2 separate regions of the Mus musculus genome follow, and region 2 is linked to region 1. A link is a contact called in public promoter capture Hi-C data. All regions are on one chromosome and are shown on one strand. Each heading gives the region's core, a stretch centred on a gene start, on an enhancer-like site or on the middle of the called end of the contact. The rest is flanking DNA. Distances are from core to core; before and after follow the strand shown.

Region 1 (3,529 bases), core at 765-3,264:
GTTGACAACCAGGAATAGTCATTACGAACCTCCCAACTAAGAAGGCTCATGCTTGGCTTGAGAGCCTTCTCCCTGCCTGTGAGCTCTCTGTCCTGTCCATCCTTCTCTCAGCCAGATGAGGAAGCAATAGGGCCTGTCCTTAGTTTAGTGGCCCTGCATTATCTATCACCAGGCCTTGGCAGAAGAAACAGGTAAATGTCTAGAAGCAGAGTCCCAGAGAGGATGATGAGAGGAATTGAGAGAGGGACCAGAGACAAAGTTCAAATAAAGGGAAAGTGATGGAAAGGGAAAGACAGTGGCAGGGGACAGGGGGACAAGGGACAGGCAGAGAAGACGACTGATATTAGAGCACTATCGCACAGTGGTGGGGTGACAAGGACTAATCAGATTTCCCATGTTTTAAAACGGCTAAGGATGTAGACAGGGAATGTTCTCGTGACGGGTCAAAAGTCGACAGGCGTGATAAATGAGCTTGCCTTCATTATTCCACTGAAATGGCACACACCCAGTTGTCACTCTGTGCCCTGTGCCTGCTGCATACATAATTTACAGCTAGGAAGCGACACCTGTGATTCCAACAGGAAGATGGAGAAGCCGTGCCCGTCTTCAACTGTGTATTAAGTTTGAGAGCAGCCTGGGCTGCAGGAGAGAGACCTTGCAGCAAAGACCAAACCCAAAACCAAAAAAACCCAAACCAATAAACAACAACAACAAAGCAGGCAAAAGTGCATCGGAGGTCAAGCCCACACACTGTTCTTTCACAGGACCAGAATTTGGTTCCCAGCCTCCGTGTGAGGCTTCTCAAAGCTGCCTTTAATTGCAGCTCTGCCAGATCTGACCCCCTCCTCTGGTCTCTGTAAACATGTGGTGTGTGTTCACATACACACAAATAAAAACAGAAATAAATCTGAAAAGGAGGGAGGGGCTGGAGAGATGGCTTAGCAGTCAAGGGCACTGGCTGCTCTTTCAGAGGTCCTGGGTTCTGTTCCCAGCTCTCAGATGGTGGCTCACAGCCATCTGTAATGTCAGTCCCAGGGGATCCAACACCTTCTTCCGGTGTCTGAGGGCACTACACACATAGAATCCATAGTACATGCAAGCAAAACACCCTTACACATAAACACATTTTAAAAATTAACAAACAAAATAAAAGGAGGCCGGAGAGATGGCTCAGCGAGTCATGGAGCTTGCCCCGAGTTTGATCTTCAGGACTACAGAACTCATATACAAGAAGAAGAGGGGACTCTAGAAAGTTGTTCTCTGATCTCCACATCCATGCTACAGCTTTCTGTGTCCCCTGTCTCACATGCATGTGCTCTCACACGCAAACACACACTCATAATAAAACATAAAATAACATTTAAAAGCAAAAACAGGTTTGGGAAGACAGCTCCATGGTTAAAGAACTTAACTGTACAGCCTTGAGAACCTAAATAAATTAAGTCATGTAAATTCCAGAAGCATGGGCCGCGGGCTCCCATGGCCAGTGTGATGCGAGTATCCCTGCAATGTCATGGTCACGGCGACACCCTGTGCTCATGCACACGCAAGCGAACACACAGACACAAACACAAATATACAGCCACACACAGAGGGGGAAAAAATGAAAACAGGAAAGCAAACAAAAACAAAAACGGGTAGATGTGGTGCACACTTTTAATCCCAGCAGAAGTTTCTGTGAATTGGATGCCAGCCTGGTCTACATTTGGCGTTCTAGGCCAGGAGGGGCCTGGAGAGACCCTGTTTTAAACGAATATATTCCCAACTATTTAAAAAAAAAAAACTAAAATTTGCATAATGAATTACCAAAATAATCAATAGTATAGTGTTACAGTGCATCCGCAGAGACCTCCAGGGTGCACGGAAACCGGTTTAGTAAAACGTTGATTAGAGCGAACAGCCCGCTGGTGGGGCCCGCGGCCGGCAGGGGCAGCAGCGCTCCCCAAAGCCCCGCCCCGCGCGCCTGGCCCCGCCCCGCGCTCGGCTCGGCTCGGCCGCGGACGCGCGCGCGCAGAGGGCGGGCGCAGGCAGCAGGTGGGCGGGGTGCGGCGGGGTGCGTGAGGCGGGGCGGGGGGCTGCCGGCTGCTCTGGGGCCGGCGTGGCGGCCCTGCGTACGGGCGCGCCATGGACTTCAACATGAAGAAGCTGGCGTCGGACGCGGGCATCTTCTTCACTCGGGCGGTGCAGGTGAGGCCTGGCACGACGCCGCTCATGGGGCCCGGATGTGGAGCGCGCCCCGGGCGGGCGGGCAGGCTCTCTGCAGCAGGAGCCCCTTTCCTGCAGCAGCGGCTGTGCGCTCTGGGTACAGCTAGGGCCCCTGTTCTCTTGTCCCCGAGCTGCTCAGGGGAGCTCCCAGCGAGGTCAGCTGCACCCCACTATGGCCCGGAACCCATGGGGGCCTGGGCTCCGGTGCCTGGGCGCCTGGCAGTGCCCGTTTACACTGACAAGTTTGCCCACTGCCCTGGTGCCTGCACAGCCCGGGAGGTGGATGCCCACTGGGTGGTTCAGGCCTCTCTGCACTAGTCTGCCTTCCTCCCCTCCCCCGCCCCAGGCCAGGCTGGCAGGTTGAGGGCCACACAAAAATACCCCAATCTCTTTTGCGAGCCTCAGTCTCCATACCCGTGCAATGGGCAGGTTGGTGCTAATGGTTGCATCCAGTCCCTTTCACACGCTTGGGGAGTCAGGCCGGAAGCCAGGAGTTATTTCCTTTCTGCTCTGCGGGAGGCTTGTTTCCTTTTACTTCCCAGGCCTAAAGGATGTCAGAAGGCTAGGATCTGGCAGGCTCTTTGGGTTCTGTCCAGGCCGGTAATGCTGATATTGGAACAAGTCCTAAACATTTGGTAGAAGAAAGAGAAACTGAGGCGAATTCATGTCTCAGCAAAAGGCTGGAGTCAGGATATGGATGGTAATGCTCCTCATGACCTTGGGGGACAGGAGAGCTTTACTTCAGGGCCTCTGTTTCTCGCTCTGAGAAATGGGGTGAGTGGCCCTCTTTCCTGGGTTGGCTGCAAGTGCAGTTGCTGAGGCTAAGTGCACCTGTGCATCCTGCAGTGACCTTGGACAAGCCATCTGAGCCTCACTCTGCCTTCTGTAAAGCAGGTATGAGGCTCAGCTGGGAGGCCCTGTCTGCTCCAAGGCCGGGGGTGGGGTTCCTGAGGTTTCTGTACCCCTGGTCTAACCCATCTCAGTACCCCAGGAATAAGTTCTGTATGCTGCCCTTGTTGACCTGCTAGGCGCAGCCTCCTCCTCTCCCCCTCAGAGGCCCATGTGGTCGTGTTTACTAGAAAGCACAGGTCTCCCCTGAGGCTGAGTGTCCCAGTGCGGATTGCCACTCCCTGTCCAAGCTTGGTGGGCAACCCCAGCACTAGAGAGAATACGAGGGCCTCTGAGCCTCCTCTGTCTCTTGCATGAGGGGGAAAGCCTGTCCCAGGGTTGGCATGGCAACCACACTATCTCACACATCTGGGAAGAACCTGATCTGCAGCTTTCCTGTCACTGCTGGGTCTTGCCATCTGACCTGGCCAGGCCC
Region 2 (3,653 bases), core at 996-3,495, 1.7 Mb before region 1:
TGCTAATCCAGCCTCCACCACTGTATATCCTGGGGCAGTTCCTTGCCCCAGCCCCGAGGAACTGAGGTTATGGTGCTGGCTAGACAGGACAGCATGGCTCCTAGTAAATGCTCGGTGCACTGCTGCCACCGTGAGCACAGGGAGGAGGCAGGAAGGGGCAGATAGGGTTGGGGGCAACACTTTCCTACCCTATCCACCCACATGAGGGGACCTGACTCCTCACGTAGGCTTCCTGAGTCTCAGTCCTCAGTGAATCTATCTTGGGCAGAGGGGAAGCTTCACATAGCCAGAACAGGTTCTGTTCTAGAAACTTCTGTTCCAGTACCTTGGCCACCTGTTGTCTCCCGGACTCCCCCCACCCCGACTCCCCCACCCCCAGATCTGAATTGGGCACTGTGCGAGGCAGTGGTTTGTCTGACAGTTGGGACTGTCAGAGACAACAGGCTCTGAGGTTGTATAGTCTGTTTGATTTACTGGCATCTCAGTTTTCTAATCTGTCAGATGGGAGTGTCAGGGACAGCAGCCTCTTGGGACAAGCTGGGAGAAAACAGTAACAAAGTTGATGGCACAGGCATCAGAGTAAGGGCCTTGGGTGGGGGCGGACCCGGCCACCTGCTTGTCAAGACTGTGATAGCTTCTTCCTCCTGGGTTGTACCCACGTGGAGCTGGGGCTCTAGATGCTTTGAAAGTGGATGTAGGGGCACAAGGGTTTTCACTGGAACTCTCTAGAACTGGAGGAGTTGGCTTTGCCTGTGTTTCCCAGGGATGAGCAAAGGTTCTCAGAGGACCCTAGGGACCAGGAGGTGCTAGGAGGATGAGTGGGGTGGGGGCTGGGTACCATCTCTAGGTAGAAGGAATGGCTTGCTTTCCACATGGGTACCACATGGCAACTGGAACCTGGCAGTGTTGGTTTGGAGGGCTAGTGGCAATGACTTTGGCAAAGGAAACTGACAACCAGGCTCCTTTCTCCAAAGGCATCCCAGGGGGAGGAGCGGGCTAGTGCTCCAAGTGGCTCAGAGTGGGTAATAGGAAACCTTAGGTGGGTCCCTTGAACCTTTAGACTCTAGAAGAATCCTAGGCAATTTGTAGGGTCTCTAGCTGAGCATGAAAGAGGGGAAAATTTGGGGTCAGTTCAGTAGTGTCTGTAACTGGTTAGGAATAACAACCTGACCAAGACATCACACTAGGCCACTCAGCAGAGCCCCCAAATTCACCCCTTGACCTCTTTGTACTCTGCCCCTGGACAGCACCCCTGTACAGAGAATTGATTCCCAGAGGTGCCTGCTGGCCTCTGCATGCTCCAGCCCTCCGCTCCCCCCCCCCAATTTGCAGGGGGCCCTTGCCTCCCCACACTAGAGGCTTGTCCATTTCTGGGGCACCCTTTCTGCCTAGCCTCATTACACGAGTTCCTTGGTTTCTCACAGAGCCTGATGATCCTGGAAGGGGTTGGGCCGGCTCCCAGAAGGCCTGGCGGGCCGGGTGACAGACAGATGGCCGCGGGCACACTCACCTAGCAGCAGGTTCATGAGCACCTCTTGGCCAGCCAGGGTGCTGCTTCTCACCAGGCAGAGGATGGTGCCCCCGATCCAAGGAATGCCGTGGCCTGTGATGCCAATGAGCTTGACCATGGAGCGGGCGCTGGCCCAGGATGCAGCCCGGCCGGCACACACCCCCAGTCGCTTGGACATGCAGATGTCAATAGCCAGCAGGGAGTTGAAGGCGATGCCCTTGAATGAGGGGTTCAGCTGCATGCAGTCCTCCTCGGGCAGCTGCTGTGACTGGCGACGCTCCCGTGCCCCGTCGCTGGAGGGTGGGGGTTGTGTTGAGGGCCCCGAGGCCTTCCTACCTGAGCTTCTGGGCTCCTGGGTCCCCTTGGGGGGCTGGTTCAGGGACAGGAACTCAGCCCGGTTGAGGACATTGTTGCGATCCCTGGCACGGGCCCGGCTCTGGGAAGCTGGCATGGTGACCTCACTTACTATGAGAAGGCCAGTCCCAGCCCAGTTCCAAGGGCCTTCTCCCAGAAGACAGGAGCCACCACCTTCTCTGTAGCAGCTGTTAAATATAGAGAGGAGACTTGCACATGGCTATTTACCTCCAGCTGCCACCCGGCTCCGTTGGGGACGTCAATGACAGCTGGGCAGTCAATAGAGCCCACCCTTACAGGGCCAGCGCCAATAGAGCCACGGACAGGCAGATGAATCCACAGCTGAGGCCTGGCTGCCTCGGGCCTGGGCTATTTAAATCTGCCAATGGCTGGTCCTTGGGCTCTGAAGAACTCTGGGAAATGTAGTCCATTGTTCTTGATTCACCCTTTGCTTCCCGTTCTGGTCTCTGGCCCTAGCAGAGATGGACTCTAAATTAACACCTGCTTTTCCCAGCTACACTTTGACCAGCTTTGACCAGGGCAGATCCTTCATAGCCAGGTCCTCTTGTTCCCCTGGCTGGGCAGTGGGTACTTTAATCCCAGGGACTGTAGGGGAATTTTGATGTCACTGAGAGCACTCTATGTTGGGTCTCTAGGGCTAAGTCAACTATCCCCTTTCTTCTTTCCTCCTCCTCCTTCTTCTTCTTTCTTCTTCTTTCTTCTTCTTCTTCTTCTTCTTCTTCTTCTTCTTCTTCTTCTTCTTCTTCTTCTTCTTCTTCTTCTTCTTCTCTCCTCCTCCTCCCTCTTCTCCCTCTCCTCCCTCTCCTCCCTCTCCTCCCTCTCCTCCCTCTCCTCCCTCTCCTCCCTCTCCCCTCTCCCTCTCCTCCCTCTCCCTCTCCCTCACCCTTCTCTCCCCTCTCCCTCACCCTTCTCTCCCCTCTCCCTCTCTTTCTTCCTTCTTCCTTCTTCTCCTCCTCCTTTTTTAAAAATACAGTGTTGATTTTGCTGTTGTAAACTGTGGTGCATTTAAATGGTTGTTGTGAAACTGGCCTTCTGTTAGACAGATGGGTAATTAACTGGGAAGAGATCTGCCTCTTGGAGATTGACAGAAGTGACTGCCCGGGGCTCATCACATCGGGATTATGATTTGTCCGTCTGTCCCGCTCAGTCCAAGACCCAGAGTTTATGCACAAAGACCACCCCAGAGCGTCTTAAGGACAAGAAGCCAACTCAGGTTCTGTTGTCTCCAGCCACAGCAGATAGGCCTGCAGGCTCCAGAGTCAGAGCCTCTCACATCAGCTCATATCAGCTGGAAGGCTTCGCTCAGCCTGCCTCTTTCCCGAACCTTAGGGTTTCTAACTGTAACACAGGCATCATAGTGCCCACTTCTTACAGTTGTGCAAGGCACTCAAATAGAAGTTTGTAAAACGCTGAGTAATTGTTCTGCTCACAGTGCTCTGTGGGACTCCATGTGATATGGAACAAAGTCCTTGTTCGTTCAAAAGGACCCAGCCCATGGCCTGCCTTTGTCCCCATTCTTGGCTGAGGTGAGGCCAGTATCCAAGAGCCCTTAATGTGGGGTTCCTTGCAAATCCCAGTTGCATACAGCTGAGACAGATGAAGTAGGGACCACCCTATGTCTCCTCTCTTAGTGTTTAATTCAGACCAAGCTTGGACTGGGAGAGCCCAGACCACATCATATCTTCCCTCCTGGGTGTGGCAACAAGGCATGTGAGCTTCCTCATCCTGGACTTTAGACAAGTTCTTCTGACTGGTCTAGAGAACAAAC

Evidence for each region. Promoter capture Hi-C pulls out the DNA fragments that hold promoters and counts their contacts.
Region 2: a contact with region 1 is called in a promoter capture Hi-C map of liver, with 3 times the contacts expected there. The contact joins the promoter of Plpp7 here to the promoter of Sh3glb2 in region 1. A contact is called at or near these places in 2 of 39 promoter capture datasets (both in liver) and 1 of 115 datasets of contacts at active chromatin or transcription factors (embryonic forebrain).

What each region holds. Positions count from the first base shown.
Region 1 is chr2:30,357,801-30,361,329 of GRCm38.p6, reverse strand. It overlaps Sh3glb2 (SH3-domain GRB2-like endophilin B2), which reads left to right and starts at 2,014. Exons shown (of 12, transcript NM_001289709.1): 1 at 2,014-2,187. The coding sequence starts at 2,125.
Region 2 is chr2:32,094,120-32,097,772 of GRCm38.p6, reverse strand. It overlaps Plpp7 (phospholipid phosphatase 7 (inactive)), which reads right to left and starts at 2,245. Exons shown (of 2, transcript NM_145521.4): 1 at 1,511-2,245. The coding sequence starts at 1,961.